2 separate regions of the Zea mays genome follow, and region 2 is linked to region 1. The links are chromatin contacts, called in public Hi-C maps. All regions are on one chromosome and are shown on one strand. Each heading gives the region's core, a stretch centred on a gene start, on an enhancer-like site or on the middle of the called end of the contact. The rest is flanking DNA. Distances are from core to core; before and after follow the strand shown. Region 1 holds the start of LOC100272746. Region 2 holds the start of LOC100282476.

What was found. A called contact is a pair of places that touch in the nucleus more often than the background predicts.
Region 2: a contact with region 1 is called in a Hi-C map of ear, with 2.1 times the contacts expected there. The contact joins the promoter of LOC100282476 here to the promoter of LOC100272746 in region 1. A contact is called at or near these places in 3 of 25 Hi-C or Micro-C datasets (ear, leaf and tassel).

The regions. Positions count from the first base shown.
Region 1 is chr4:13,877,750-13,885,353 of Zm-B73-REFERENCE-NAM-5.0, forward strand. LOC100272746 reads right to left here and starts at 4,086. Exons shown (of 5, transcript NM_001147199.1): 1 at 3,692-4,086; 2 at 2,287-2,384; 3 at 2,134-2,199; 4 at 1,251-1,942. The coding sequence starts at 4,062.
Region 2 is chr4:14,034,403-14,042,006 of Zm-B73-REFERENCE-NAM-5.0, forward strand. LOC100282476 reads left to right here and starts at 2,781. Exons shown (of 2, transcript NM_001155385.3): 1 at 2,781-3,232; 2 at 3,389-4,039. The coding sequence starts at 2,892. The coding sequence ends at 3,809. LOC100191365 reads right to left here. Exons shown (of 16, transcript NM_001136799.1): 6 at 7,492-7,604; 7 at 6,813-6,893; 8 at 6,181-6,249; 9 at 6,008-6,097; 10 at 5,310-5,454; 11 at 5,154-5,242; 12 at 4,976-5,071; 13 at 4,829-4,896; 14 at 4,634-4,733; 15 at 4,466-4,522; 16 at 3,977-4,376. The coding sequence ends at 4,221. TRNAA-UGC (transfer RNA alanine (anticodon UGC)) reads left to right here and starts at 2,500; the gene lies at 2,500-2,572.

The DNA of each region.
Region 1 (7,604 bases), core at 2,836-5,335:
TTAGCTCTAAACCCACGTTCAACCCCACCTAACCAATAGAACATACATATCTTGTATTTTATATTCTATATTTTAACATAAATGGAAACTGTAACAACATACAGGCACTTGCTATTTCTATAAAAAGACATGAAACTATTTTGTACCCAAACAAAGAGAAATGTAAGTTAGGCCCTGTTTGGTTCTCATTCCCACCTCACTGATGTGGTGGTCAGGGATCCCGAGGGGATCCATAGGGAAGGAATCCCCTTGTTATTTAAAATTGAATTGCAAGTGGATTTCTCCCCCGTGGATCCTCTTGGGATCCCTGACCACCAAATCAGCCCTAAAGATTATTTTTAGTCCCTAAACTACCAAACAGGGTAACTAAATGAGTTCTCCTAAACTTTAGTCCTAGAGTCACCATGGGGTGACTAAAAGTGATCAAACTTCCTTGATTTATCCTTCAGTTGATCCCCACTGCCCCTCCCTAGAACTGAACCAACTACATTAAATAGGGTGGCAATCTTGTCTTTATATGCAAAACTGAATGCACTTTTAGTCAGTTTAAGGGGGTGTTTGGTTTCCACCTCCTAAACTATGAAACAGTATGACTAAATAAAGCCTCTCAAATAGAAATTCTAAGGGCCCCCTAAAGTTTAGGAGGGTGACTAAAGCAACCAAACATCCCCTTAGACTGACTCCAGTGGAATGTGTAAAATAGGGAACACGGAACTGTAGATGATGATATTGTTTGACATTGTTTGCAGAGATAAATTTGAAATAAGGGATAAGATAAGGGATGTCATAGGAGATCTGCTGGGGATAGCCTTAGTTCCTAGGGACTAAAGTTTAGTCCCTAAAGTTGTTTAGTCCCTAAAGTTTAGGAGGGTGACTAAAGGAACCAAATAGGGCCTTAATATGCATGTTCCTCTTAAGAAAGGTTGCTGCGGAATCAGTTATAAGCACGTTTTCTTAAAACTAGCTCTGATGTATTCCTGCACCTCTATTGTAGTCCTCTACTGAATCCAATTTAAACAAATAGAGTGGCGTGGGAATTAAAAAATGAACAAATTAGCTCATAAATCTAAAAAACATTTAACAGGGAGAAAAACTGTAGTCGTACATCTGAAACTCGGCACACAGTTTACGAATTCAATCTAGAACTGGTCAAACAAAGGATGTCCCGGTTTAACTTTAAACTGCTGTATTTCAATTCAAACAGTAACGGCATTTTAAAAGTGAAATGTGTATATCAAATGCTCTCATACCTGCCAGTTTCCTTGTCCTTCACCTGGGCTAGGATACTGACCAGAACCTCTTTGCCAGTTATCTCCACCATATGCTGGTCCAGCCCCCTGTCTGCCATCCCCACCATAACTAGGATTCACACCAGGAACTCTGTTACCACCAGGATTCACTGATGGAGGTACCTGCCCATAGTTACCAAGTGTATTAGGTTGACCATAAGATCCAGGTGCTGATGGTTGGCCATAAGACCCAGGTGCTGAAGGACCACCAGGCCTAAAACCTCCTCCCTGCCCTTGCGAGAAGTTGCTACGCTCTTGGGGGTTGTTGTAACCTTGACCTTGCCCAGCTGGATTTACATGCCCTTGGTACTGAGTTTGACTTCGAAAATCAGGTGGTCCATTGTAGCCTGAACGGTCTGTGTAATCATTCCTTCCAAAACCTCTACCATCCTGACCACCTTGTGCATAATTCTGCTGTGGGGCATAGCCTCTTCCATCTTGCTGCGAGCGGTATGTCTGGTAGTTTCCTTGCTGCGGCGGGTTGTTCTGGTAACCACCTTCTGGTGGAGGACGGTTGTTCTGGTAATTTCCTTGCTGTGGAGGGCCATCCTGGTAGTTTCCTCGGTAGTTACGGTTCCTGTCAGTTCTTGATGGTCTGCTATAATGAACAGGTGGTGGTCTTGGAGTGATGACACCATTGTCATATTTGTCTCCTGGTGAAATCAATACATGTATCAGAATGAACTTCTAGCAAGCATCATCTGCTGGTTGCAATAAAAACATAAAAATGTGGCATGTTTATGAATTCAAGGAAATGTAAAGATTACTCCATTTGCTAACAAGGTATACAAAGAAAGGTGATTCGATTTATTAACTCGTAAATAAAAATGGGAATCCGACAGACCTCCGTACTCCTTTGTTTCTGGATATAGATATGAATCAGGCAAAATGAAAACTACTCCAGGCAAACCTGATCAAAATACCAAGGCAGGGAGGTAAATACTATAAAAGTTGTGTCATTAGTTGCAAGAAAAAAAACATTAGCTACTTCACCCACCGCGAAATTTTTCTGACATTTCCTCGGTCATTACAGCCTGAAAACCAACATAAGTCGTCGTACTAAAAGCATACATCCTCTTCTTGGCCTCCTCATAACTACAAAAAAAATCAGAGCCCATCAAATGAGACAAATTACATTGATTTGTTGAAATTAGTTGTTTATCTCATATAGAGACTATGAATTATTATAAGGGCAACAAGTCAATTATTTGACTAGTTGAAAGTTATGCCACCAAATATATACAATAATGCCCCGTTTGGATCCTTGGAGTTAAATTCTATTCTGATAAATAGTAATTTAGACATAGATCAATTAAGCTATTATGGTTTTATACTGAGTATATTTGTACTACTGTTAGCCATATGAGGGAGATATTTATATGCTGCATTTATACTATAGGAGAGCAAGCCAAAGAGTATGTTATAAGTTGGAGAGTAGGAACATAGACTAGTGATACATAAAATCAATTTCCACCCCCTCGCCCTATGAATTTGAGATAGACTTATATAATGTCAAATTCCAAACCAAATAACCTACTCTATTAAGTAAATTCCAATTCCTTCAAAATAAAAGGATCCAAACAGCCCCTAATAGATTTTAGCATCAAAAGAACAATAACTTGGCAAGTTACAATTTAAATCATTAAGTATATACATCATATGAATATTTGCATTTGTGCAATTAACCAAACATTGATCTTCGGTCAGTGGCACAGAGATCCCAGCTAGTGGGTACCATGTAAAGGATCACAAAAAAAAGAGTACCATGTAAAGTACAATGCTACAGAAACTAGGGAATGTAGACTGTACAGATGTGTGATCCTTGAAACTTGAAAGTCATGGTTGCAAAGGCAACTAGCCATTAGTTTCAGGTGGGCCCTGATATCTTTCGTGTTTCAACATAAACATCCATGTGAACCTATAACACTTTAGGCACCAAACTACCCTGGAAATGTTTGAACCAAACATAGAAACGAACGGGAGTTAGATAGTCTTGGCACTATACACTAACTATTTAATCCCACATCACATTGACACAAACTAATAGATGTTATGCAACCACTTCTAGTATGCATGTTCATTGCAATTCCACCCATGCTCAATAAACAACCTCGGTTACTTTTGATACTAGTCCTATCGTCTGATAATTACAGTACTTGATCACAATCACGACAGCATCTAGTTAACACATAAGTAGCATCTAATTAGATCGAAGACTTGACTGGTACCATATAGCCCACAAGGCAAGCCATGACACAGCAAGATGAAGCAACCGCACAATCCAGGATCGCGTTTCAGCTCCACAAGAACCAATTCACCGCGACAGCAAACCCAATCTGTAACAAGGCCACGCATTTCGTCGCGAAAAAGGAATGAAACGGGGAACCAGCTTGGCGTCATACCTCCCGACGACCTTGGCGAGAGTCTGGAGGTATGTCTCGATCATCTCTTCGCGCGACGGCTTGGGGTCCGGGAAGTCCATGGTGATGAGCCAGTGGTTGTAGTCGCAGCCCTCGAAGAGGATCTCGTCGGGGGAGATCTTGCTGTCGTCCGTCCCATAGTCGGTCCCGCCCCGCGCAGCCGCCGCCGCCGTGGACCTGAACCCGGCGCCGCCGCCGGGCAGGAATCGCCACGGCGGCAGCGGGAGCGGCGCGACCGGGGAGGCGAGGGGAACGAGCGGGCAAGGCCGGGCGACCGAGGTGGACGGGCGGAGCAGGGGTGCCGCGGTGGAGGCCGCCGCGAGGACCCGACGGAGGCGCAGTGCGAGGGCCATAGCGTGGGGCTGAAGGTTTTGGAGTTCTAGGGTTTTTTTGTTGGGGGCTCGGGGCTGCCGAGTACGGGGGTATAATAGGGTTTAGGCTTACGATGGCGTGGGAATTTGGCCAATTGTGCAATCATATTTAGGACTTATTTAGCCCTCGTTTGACTGACTAAAGATTACTTCCTCAATTTAAGTTTTATTTAGTCCCTAAATTATTAAACGATAGAATTAAAATATGAACTAAACTGTTTGTCTATAGTCCCTCAAAATATGACTAAAATGGACTAACTCATATAAATTTCACCTTTTGTTCATTTTTTATTACAGTTACACTGTGGTAGAAGAATATTAAGGCGTGTTTTAGTCTCTCTTGATTTATTTAATGTGTTTTGAGTACTTTTAGTCGCTAGAACCAAATAAGGTAGGTAATAAACTTTAGCCTCCTAACTAAACTTTAGTACTTGGACTAAAGCAACCAAACGGACCCTTAGGACTTGTTGGATTGCGTCTAGATCGAAGTAGATTGAGGAGATTAAATCTTCTTCTATTTAATTTTAACTATGGATAAATTTAATCTCTTTCGATCCTCTTCGATCCAGACGTAAACGAACAAGTCTTTTTATGAGATTTTATAAAAATAATTCTCTTAGAAATAGAATGAGAAATAAAGTATTTAGTGGTTAGAAATCGTCAAATCGACTACGGCTAAAATCTAGACAAAAACCAATCCAAACAAGCTCTTAGCAGAAAGTATAGCCATTCCGAACTCCGTTATATCTCCACCTAAGATATCATTTGGTTCATAAAATGTAATATAAATAGTAATAGTAATGATTTATATTAAAGTATCAACGATAATAAGTTTAAATAAGCCGATATCACTTTCTAGTATGATATCTGATTATAATTAAATTTAAACTAATATAATTTAACGATATTAGTTACACATTATATTATAAATATGTAAACCGAACAACATCTGAGTTATAGCCATTCTAAACTCCTTTATAGAGAAACTAAGTTAAAGTTTAACCAAATATAATAAAATAATAGTAATTATAATATATTCATTATTTATAAATCTTTGTATTGTCTTCTATAATTTTAATGTTTTAATACTTTTAATTAGATAAAAGTAATTTACAATTTAAATCGGAGAGAATAGTGTAGAAGAGTTAGGACGGTCACACTTAGAGTCTATTTGATTCATGGTGTTAAAGTTCAGCACTACAATAATTTAAACACGAGTGTTAAAAGATGCTAAAAGATGTTAAAATTAAGATGCTAAAGTTTAGCACCATTTTTAAGAACAATAACGACAAGTCGTCTAATCATTAATATTTTATACATATGTAGGATAACCTAGTCCCTAAAAAAGAAGACAAGTACAAGTTGGCCCTCGCAATATTGTGGCATTTTTCCATTTTCTTTATGTTGTAGAGGCTGTGACTAAAACGAGCTGAGTTAAGCCTTGATGCTCGATGGGTGATCGAGCTCGGCTCGATTCAATTTGAAGTTGGCTCATAAGCTGACTCGACTAAGCTTGCACGCCTTTGTAAATATAATTGCATTATATATTAATTTAATAGTATTTAAATAAGAAATATAGAATTATTATTCAATATTATGAGCAATATAAAATTTAATTTGTAATATATTCATCATTAAAGAGTAAGAAATAAACTGATAATCCATTATGATTTTATAAATTGATTAATTTAGCATAGTTGGCATAGCTCATGAGCCAAAACGAGAGTTGGCTCGACTCGCTTCACTAACAAGTCCAAAAATTAGGCTCGGCTCGCGAGAGCTCGAGTCAGCTCGCGAGCCTCGAGCTTATTTTTCGACCATAGTAGACATTGCCATGGTGAGAGATGAGCATAATATAAGACTGATTCCAATGGTTTCCCTTCCAGATCCCTCTATTCATACATTCTATTTATATTTAATGCATCCATCTTCCCTTTATTTCATCTTCCGTCCAACTATTCCTCCTATTCAGCTCTCTTATATACTTTAATTGAGATATTTGATTATTATACATCAGTTTTCGGAGTTTTCAAAAATATTACAATACTGTGGTACCGTAATACACATTGTTATCAGTTAATTAAACTTGAAAATGATTATTTCGCAGTTAAAGGCACTGATTAGAGCAAGTATAATATAAGGTTGTAAGCTAACTAAATGTTGAAGTGGATAAGAAAGAATAGAAGAGAGAGGAGAAGCGGGTTGTAAACTTATAGTCTTGGATATAAGAACTAAGAAATTTTGTGAGAGACAAGTAGATCATGTATTAATAGTGAAGAGCTAACCACTATACATACAGGCTAAGAGGTAGGCTGCAGGTATCCTTATAGCCAGCAGTTAGCTATATTATTAAACTTACTCATAACGAAAGGAGGGAGATTAAATCTCCCCGAATGAGAGGGGATTTCCTTACTCCCGCATCCCAATAGAAGGAAGAAGAGGGGTTGTCGTTGGAGCCATTGAGGGAGTGCGACGGGGTGAGCTTTGGGGAAAACGTTGGAGAAGGTCTAACAAGGGAATGTGCGTATGTGAGTGAGTGAGTGAGGGTACAATAGCCAACACAACCATATGGGGCTGGATAGCCCTTGCGGCCATGGCCAGTGGCGAAGGATGTCTAAAATTTTAGATGTGACAATGACAGTCCACACATCTTCTAACAGTACTGGTAATGACTCATGCATAAGATAGTATACTCAATAGAACAAGATTCAAAACTAAAGTTTGAATACACATATTAATATAAGATGTGATGAGTTAATCTCGCAAGCGTATATTCTTTACCTGGTCTCTTTCACCAAAGCGTTATACATTAATGAACCATCTACTTAACACTAGTAAATAAAAAACAACTAAAATAATAAACAAAGTACAAGTTGTCCAACATTTGTTAATTAGCTACAATGTTGACTTATTGCACAACATATAAACTCAACAACCAATACTTTTGTAGTTGTGCTAGGCTTGGGTCATGGCTGGTGGTGCATGAGTGTAGCATCCCAAAAATCCCAATCTAGGTTTGAAACCCTAATCCTCCTTTTACCCCTCCTTTCATCCTCTAATTCTAAGTTCTCCACTAAGTTTTTCTTTCATCATATGCATACATTTTGTTTGATCACAAGGCACCTCACTTAGATTCTACTTTCTAAACACTTAGAATATTCACAAAATATTTTATTCAAAAGAAAAAGGGGCAAAAAGGGAAATGGGGTTTGAAAAGTAAAAAGAAAAAGGAAAAACCCTCTCCCTGCCCTGTTGGACCGAATCTCGGCCCAACACCCGCAACTCCCCCCCCCCTCTCGCGCCCGCGATCCTCCTCTCTCGGCCCACTCCCGGCCTGCCTCCGCGCGCGCGCCAGCCCGCTCCGCACTCCGCCTCTCTCTCACTGACGAGCCAGCCCCACCTGCCAGTCGCCCTCTCTCGCACGCTCGCTTCCACTGGCAGACCGGCCCCACCGGTCAGCCGCTTCGTCATCCTCCCCGCATACGACGCCCCGCCGTCCCCTCACCGCCGTCCCTTCACCGCCG
Region 2 (7,604 bases), core at 1,531-4,030, 160 kb after region 1:
GTCAGCAAGGACTTGACAGCCCCGACAGCTGTCCTTCCGCAAGGCTCCAGCGCTCCTCCGACGGCCACGACATCACATGAACAGGGTGCCGAAACCTCTCCGGCTGCCACGACGGCATGTACTTATGGCTCTAGCTCCTCTCTGCTAGACACGTTAGCACACTGCTACATCCCCCATTGTACACCTGGGCCCTCTCCTTACGCCTATAAAAGGAGGGTCCAGGGCTCTCGTACGAGGAGGTTGGCCGCGCGGGAGGACGGACCGGCGCGTATAAGGCTCTCGCTCTCTCCCACGCGGACGCTTGTAACCCCCTACTGCAAGCGCACCCGACCTGGGCGCAGGACAACACGAAGGCTGCGGGTTTCCCCTTTTGCCTGTCTCCCTTTTCTCCCCTTCATGCTCCGTCTCGCGCCGACCCATCTGGGCTGGGACACGCGGCGACAATTTACTCGTCGGTCCAGGGACCCCCGAGATCGAAACGCCGACAAATGCGTACCAAAGTAATGTGATAGATAAAAGCTGATGATGATAGATATAAATCCGATTCATATCGATAGCGAATGTGACTGTAGATATAAGATATAGCCTACAAGGTTACCAGGGCCGGAACCAGCCTAACTACAGTTGCCTGATGTAGCGCCTGATGTAGCCTGCTTTGTTTGGACTGAACTGACCAATCATTTCATGTGCTTAGAGGAAGTTTGTACGTGTGCCGATTGCTGAAGCATAGTTACTCCCGAGGATTTGTGTAACACCCCGTCCAATCCCTGGACCGGCGGTACTTACTCCTGGCAGCTCTTTAGGATCATATATTGTCCCCACATACCAACACAAGTCTTTTGTGCGCACTTTGTCCTCACTCATGCGCACCCGAGAAAACTTCCCGGTCGGTCACCCATCCCAAATTGCTCCAAGCCAAGCACGCTTAACTTGGAGGTTCTTTCAAGATAGGCTTCCGAAAAAGAATATGCACCTTGTTGGTATGATTACACTATTAATTCTATTAAGCCTTGGGCCAGGACATCCCATCCCAGGGGCCAGGATATCACAATCCACCCCCCTTAGAAGACCGACGTCCTCGTCGGTCAACCCCAATCCAGGAACCTCCCCTCTTGGCCACGTCTGTATGTCTAGTGTCGTCATATGCCATGCCATGTGACCACTCCGGGCCCAGATGCGCCATGCGCCATATACCCGAACCCCCTAGCCCACACACGCCCGTGAAACCGCGAGGGTCGGCTCTGATACCACTTGTAACACCCCGTCCAATCCCTGGACCGGCGGTACTTACTCCTGGCAGCTCTCTAGGATCATATATTGTCCCCACATACCAACACAAGTCTTTTGTGCGCACTTTGTCCTCACTCATGCGCACCCGAGAAAACTTCCCGGTCGGTCACCCATCCCAAATTGCTCCAAGCCAAGCACGCTTAACTTGGAGGTTCTTTCAAGATAGGCTTCCGAAAAAGAATATGCACCTTGTTGGTATGATTACACTATTAATTCTATTAAGCCTTGGGCCAGGACATCCCATCCCAGGGGCCAGGATATCACAATCCACCCCCCTTAGAAGACCGACGTCCTCGTCGGTCAACCCCAATCCAGGAACCTCCCCTCTTGGCCACGTCTGTATGTCTAGTGTCGTCATATGCCATGCCATGTGACCACTCCGGGCCCAGATGCGCCATGCGCCATATACCCGAACCCCCTAGCCCACACACGCCCGTGAAACCGCGAGGGTCGGCTCTGATACCACTTGTAACACCCCGTCCAATCCCTGGACCGGCGGTACTTACTCCTGGCAGCTCTCTAGGATCATATATTGTCCCCACATACCAACACAAGTCTTTTGTGCGCACTTTGTCCTCACTCATGCGCACCCGAGAAAACTTCCCGGTCGGTCACCCATCCCAAATTGCTCCAAGCCAAGCACGCTTAACTTGGAGGTTCTTTCAAGATATGCTTCCGAAAAAGAATATGCACCTTGTTGGTATGATTACACTATTAATTCTATTAAGCCTTGGGCCAGGACATCCCATCCCAGGGGCCAGGATATCACAATTTGTTCGGTTATTTTCAATCTATAGATTGGAAGAGATTGATACGTATTGAGAGAGATTTTGACTTACTAAGGATTGAAACCCTTTAATCACCTTCAATTTATATGGATTGGCATAGAAGGGAAGACCCCTCTCCCTCCCTTTCAACTACACTAGTTACCAATGGCACAAATCTCGTAGCATCTGCAGTGGCTACCAATGGCACAAATCATGTCTTGTATCGGGCGACAAAACCGCTAGTCACAAGAGTGCTGAGGCCAAAGCTGAGAGACTGGAGACGGCAGTAACGAAGATCCAAGCATTGTTGCCGTTTCAAGAAGACCTCTCCCTGATGATACCGTGGAACGCAAACCTGATGCGCGTTATCATGGGAGGCGACACCCAAAATCCTGAATTACAAAAACATTATTAATTTAATCACAGTTAAAAATTACAACAAGGGGATGTAGCTCAAATGGTAGAGCGCTCGCTTTGCATGCGAGAGGTACGGGGTTCGATCCCCCGCATCTCCAAACTGTTTTTTACCCCCCTTGTTTTATTTTTTTTACCTCTTCTCCCTCATTGTCACTTGGTCAGTACTCAGTACTACTCAGGATAACTGTGCGGACGAATTCGATTGCGTACCGTCTAAACTGACAGCGCAAGTGTTCGTGCGGCGGGAAAATTTCTGCAGTTTCATTTCTCGTTCGGAATATGGTTACCGTTCCTTTTTCTTTTTGTACATGTGGCCATTGGCTAAGTGAACAGCGACACCTCATCGCCTCGCCCTCCTACCACGACAACTGGAACGTGCGAGCCTCATCACCTCCCGACTCCCCTCCACGCCTTGGAATGCTGCCTGCGCAGACGCTAACACACACGTTTCCCATGGCAGCGTCCACGGCCTCGCGCATCTTCACGCCCTTCCTCCACCGGCACCAGCGGCGCACGAAGGCAGTCGTGGTCGCAGCCGCGAGCCCGCCCGACGCCGAACCGACTCCTGCGACGGCGGACGGTGCAGGGCCGGGGAAGAAGAAGACGGTGGACACCAGGATACACTGGTCCAACCCCGACGAAGGGTGGGTAGGAGGCAAGGCCAAGAAGGAAGGCGACGGCCGCGGCAGCAGCAAGAACGAGCCGTTGGGAGGGAGGTTCGCGGACCTCATCAACAACGCGGCCGAGTCTCACTACCAGTTGAGTTCATCTCCAATCCATGCTCATATGTCCTTTTGGATTGCCGTCCAGCTGTACATAAATTTGTAGAGCTCTGTTCGAGACACTGTCATCATCATGTCAATACTTTGTTACTAACGGCGACACATGACTGAACTGCAAAATCTATCACCCAGGTTCCTTGGCATAGCGCCAGAGGCGGACATCGAGGAGATCAAGACGGCGTACCGGCGGCTGTCCAAGGAGTACCACCCGGACACGACGACGCTGCCGCTCAAGGTGGCGTCGCAGAAGTTCATCCGCCTGCGAGAGGTGTACAACGTGCTGAGCAAGGAGGAGACACGGCGGTTCTACGACTGGACACTGGCGCAGGAGGCCGAGAGCCGCCGCCTGCAGCAGCTCAGGTCCAGGCTCGAGGACCCATACGAGCAGGACATCATCAACTACAAACCCGTGCCAGACATGGTTGACCGCCTCGGCGGCAAGAACATGAAGCTTAGCGATCAGGCCATGACTGCGCTCACCATCGATATCGTTATCATCATCATCTCCATCTGCTGCATCATCTATGCTGTTTTCTTCAAGGAGCAGTACTGACAGCAGCATACCAGCAACAGCAGCAAGGTTGCAGGAGTGTACCATAGACAGAACATTATAGGTAAATTAACTGATAATGCCCTAAGATTGTCTTTTGGGATGTTATCATGCACTGCATCATGTAATGTCCAATAGAATAAGGTAGGAACGACGATTATTCATGGTTTGTTGCCAACAATCCTATATTTGCATAATCAAATCATAATTCCAGTATAAATCTGTGACATCATAATTTATTGCGTCAAATCAAAAGACAATCTGAAAAGAGGGCAAAATTCCCTAACAAGATATCTTGTGCTCTTGCTGTACTCTACTTGGAACTTGGTTAAATAAGTGAGATGGAACTGGAGGTAATCTCCCATGCGATACATGAAACTACAGCATGGGTTGTAGGTATCAATCATCTAATGCCTAACCTTCACACTCAATGATCTTGACAACAGAAGAATCACCAATCTTTTCAAAGATTATCAACCTGTCGAAAGGCTTCACTATGCCAACCGACCGACCATAGCTCATCGCAAGTTTTATCCCATACTCTTCCTTTGTTAGCCCACCAGTTTCGGCCTATTACAGAGTTTTAAGCATTCATGGTTAGCCATATGTTTTTTTACATGTAACTCTAATGTTAGGGAAAAATACAATTGCTTACATACCTCATCAGTACTCCCCATCAAAGGGTACACGCCTCTCACTGCGAAACATTGTCTTGCCTGAAAGTGGTTTAATAATGGTTACACATTCGAGTTTGCTGGTCCTGCTTCACGACAACCAGAAAACTAAGGAAGCATGAAACTCAGCAGAATCATAGACATACAAGTTACCTGTGTTGTGCCATAAGAACGCCACTTTGATGGATCGGATCCTTCACGTGGGAAGATAACTGCTAAAATTGGCATTGTTGGCCTATACTTGGCAACTAACCTGTGAACAGATAAGCATAAAATGAATTGATTGCTCCGTATGATGGAAATGTGTCTAATGGTGTGCTGATCATGAAATGAAATAAAGGGGAGCACCTCGCAGCTCTCCCTGAGAATGTGAACACAACAATGGCAGCAGCTTTTACTTTGATTGCAGAACCAACCTAAAAACCAAGTAATGGTTAACTGATGTTCTATAAATTAGAAAGCTTGTGTTTATTCCAATGAATTGATAGTATTTACCGCTGCTGATGCCACAGATTCCTCGTGGGGCATTGGGTCACCTACATGCCACATTACTTTCTTGAATTGAAGCGGCTGATTATACACAGTCTCAGCCTGGAGGATTTACCATTGATTAGTCAAGTATTTCAGATGGTTGAATGGTTCTATTACAGTTTCTTCTTAAATAGAAACATACTTCTGCACATATTCTCCCCACAGTACTCACTGCATCAACAGGATAAAGCCCTCGAAGTGTCTCCGCACCAAGCAAAATGCCATCAGTGCCTAGAGACCAGCACAGGAAATAAGAATGACATTCATAAAATGATAGAAATGTAGTAAAAGTGTTCACCATCTAGGACAGCATTTGCAACATCAGTTGCCTCTGCACGGGTAGGGCGTAGATTGTCAATCATGCTGTCCACAACTCTAGTGATGATCACAGGTTTACCCTCCAAATTGCATTTATGAATAGCTGTCTTTTGGAACATGAAAACCTGAAGTGTCAAAAGTAACATGTTATGACAGCAAGAATGATTTGTGTAAACTCTGCACAGGAAAGTAAAGGTTGTGGCAGTATTTACAGGTGTTTCTTTTACCCGTAAGAACTAAAGGTGTAATGGTTTGAGGAATGAGGTGGTCCATCATCTTCCTACTTTGTTTTCTGTATTGTTTCATAGAATACAATAAGTTGATGCTCCACCACATCAACCTCACAAGCTAATAGTTAGTACAAGCATGAAGAATGGTGTGATTCCACCAAAATTCAAGGGATGGACTCATGGTGTACAACCTCATCTAAGATGCAGTGGTTCCTTAAACAAAAGACACCCTAAATGAGTCACTTAAACTTTGAATAATAAGCATGTCAATAACACAATTTCAGACCATAACGTTGGAGACTCTTATATTTATACTGTGTAAGTGTGCATTGTTTAAGAATTGCCATACTTGGGCATCATTGATGTACATGAACGAATATGGACATATTTGATAAAATGGTAGGGATATACAGGGTAATTTGGAATTTTATACAAGATTAGAACTTACGTTTTCTGGAGGAAGGTCAATACCCAGGTCTCCTCGAGAAATAATGATACCATCTGCCGCGTTGAGAATGTCATCAAAATGATCCAAACCCTAACATGAAAAGCACAATGAAATAATCAGAAAAGCATTGAAACAAACTGGTGCCAGTATCTTCATAAAAGCATGATGTTTACCTCTGAATTTTCAATCTTCGCGTATATTTGTGTGTCGGGAAGGGCGTGTGCTTGTAAAAAGGCCCTGAGCTGCAAATCACAAAAATATCTGAGATCAGCAGTCTACACCCTCCACACTTTCAAATTTTACTTCGATAACTCAGGTACAGCATGCCAAGAAAACAAGGACCAAAAAGTTTATTGTGGTGCCAAGCCTATGTGCTCAGATGAATTGAGAAATAGTAATGCATTGGTATAGCATTCATGATATGCCATGAAGATCAAACAAAAAATTGATCAACTGACAACATATCATTAGTTTTTATGTGCAAGCATTTATGTTATCTTCTCTTCAACTATTTACCCTATGTGCTTCAATTAACTTAGAGAAGCATCTGTTTTATTGATTATCTTCCAGTTCGTGTGAATAATGGATGCTCGTTGAGTAACACTATAGATTGAATATGTTCATACTTTGCAAATACTGCTTTATTGCAATTTGATTTTTGTTAAAGGAAACATCAGATAGATGATACACTAGACTAAGAACTTAAGAAGGAACCATAAAACGAATACCAAGAAGTGGGAAATCAGCTATAAAATGGATGTTTAATTCAAGCATAAGACTGGGGAAAATAGGAAAGAAAACCCACCTCCCTGACATCTTCAGCAGAGCGGGTATGGGAAAGTGATATAATGTCAACACTGTTACATGAACCCCAAGTTGAAATGACCTATTGCAATTTGCAAGCAAACTGTACTCAGGACAACCTTGGAAAGATAAAATAGCATAAACATGAACATATACAAAGACATGTGCCTTAAAAATACGACATGGGAATAAATAACAAAATGATTTTTCTAGAATTCAGTATACAACTATGAGAATTGAGAAAAGTGATTTGATGAATCGGCAATTAGAGATTGCATTCACAAGCAGATTGAAAAAACACATCTTTACAAGTACATCACTTCATCCTATATATATGTAGCATGATATATTTGTCCACATGCAGAACGACCACAGAACAAATTATTTAATGTGAAGTATATTAATTGTCACAGCTTAAGAAGAAAATGCACATGATTGCTTCCAAGAAACCATAAATATCTCTAGTCGAGTTTTGGTAAGAAAGAGCTTCAAAAGCATAGTCGAATGGAAATATAAAATAATAACAAAAGACATGCAATCGAACTATGGTTTCTATTGTTCAAAATAAGTTACTAGCACAATCTTTTTGGACAGAGAACATGTAAAGTAAAAAGGAATATTGTGTTGTGGCAATATAAAACTCAATATTATGTAAAGAAATTTAAAGATGTCTGTGTTACATGTTTATCATATTCACTCAAAGTGGGCAAATTGATGTGAACTTGTGAAGCATGCAGAGTGAATATGGGGCCGTCAAGTGTAGCTGCATTCTTCACTAGACAATTTACATTTT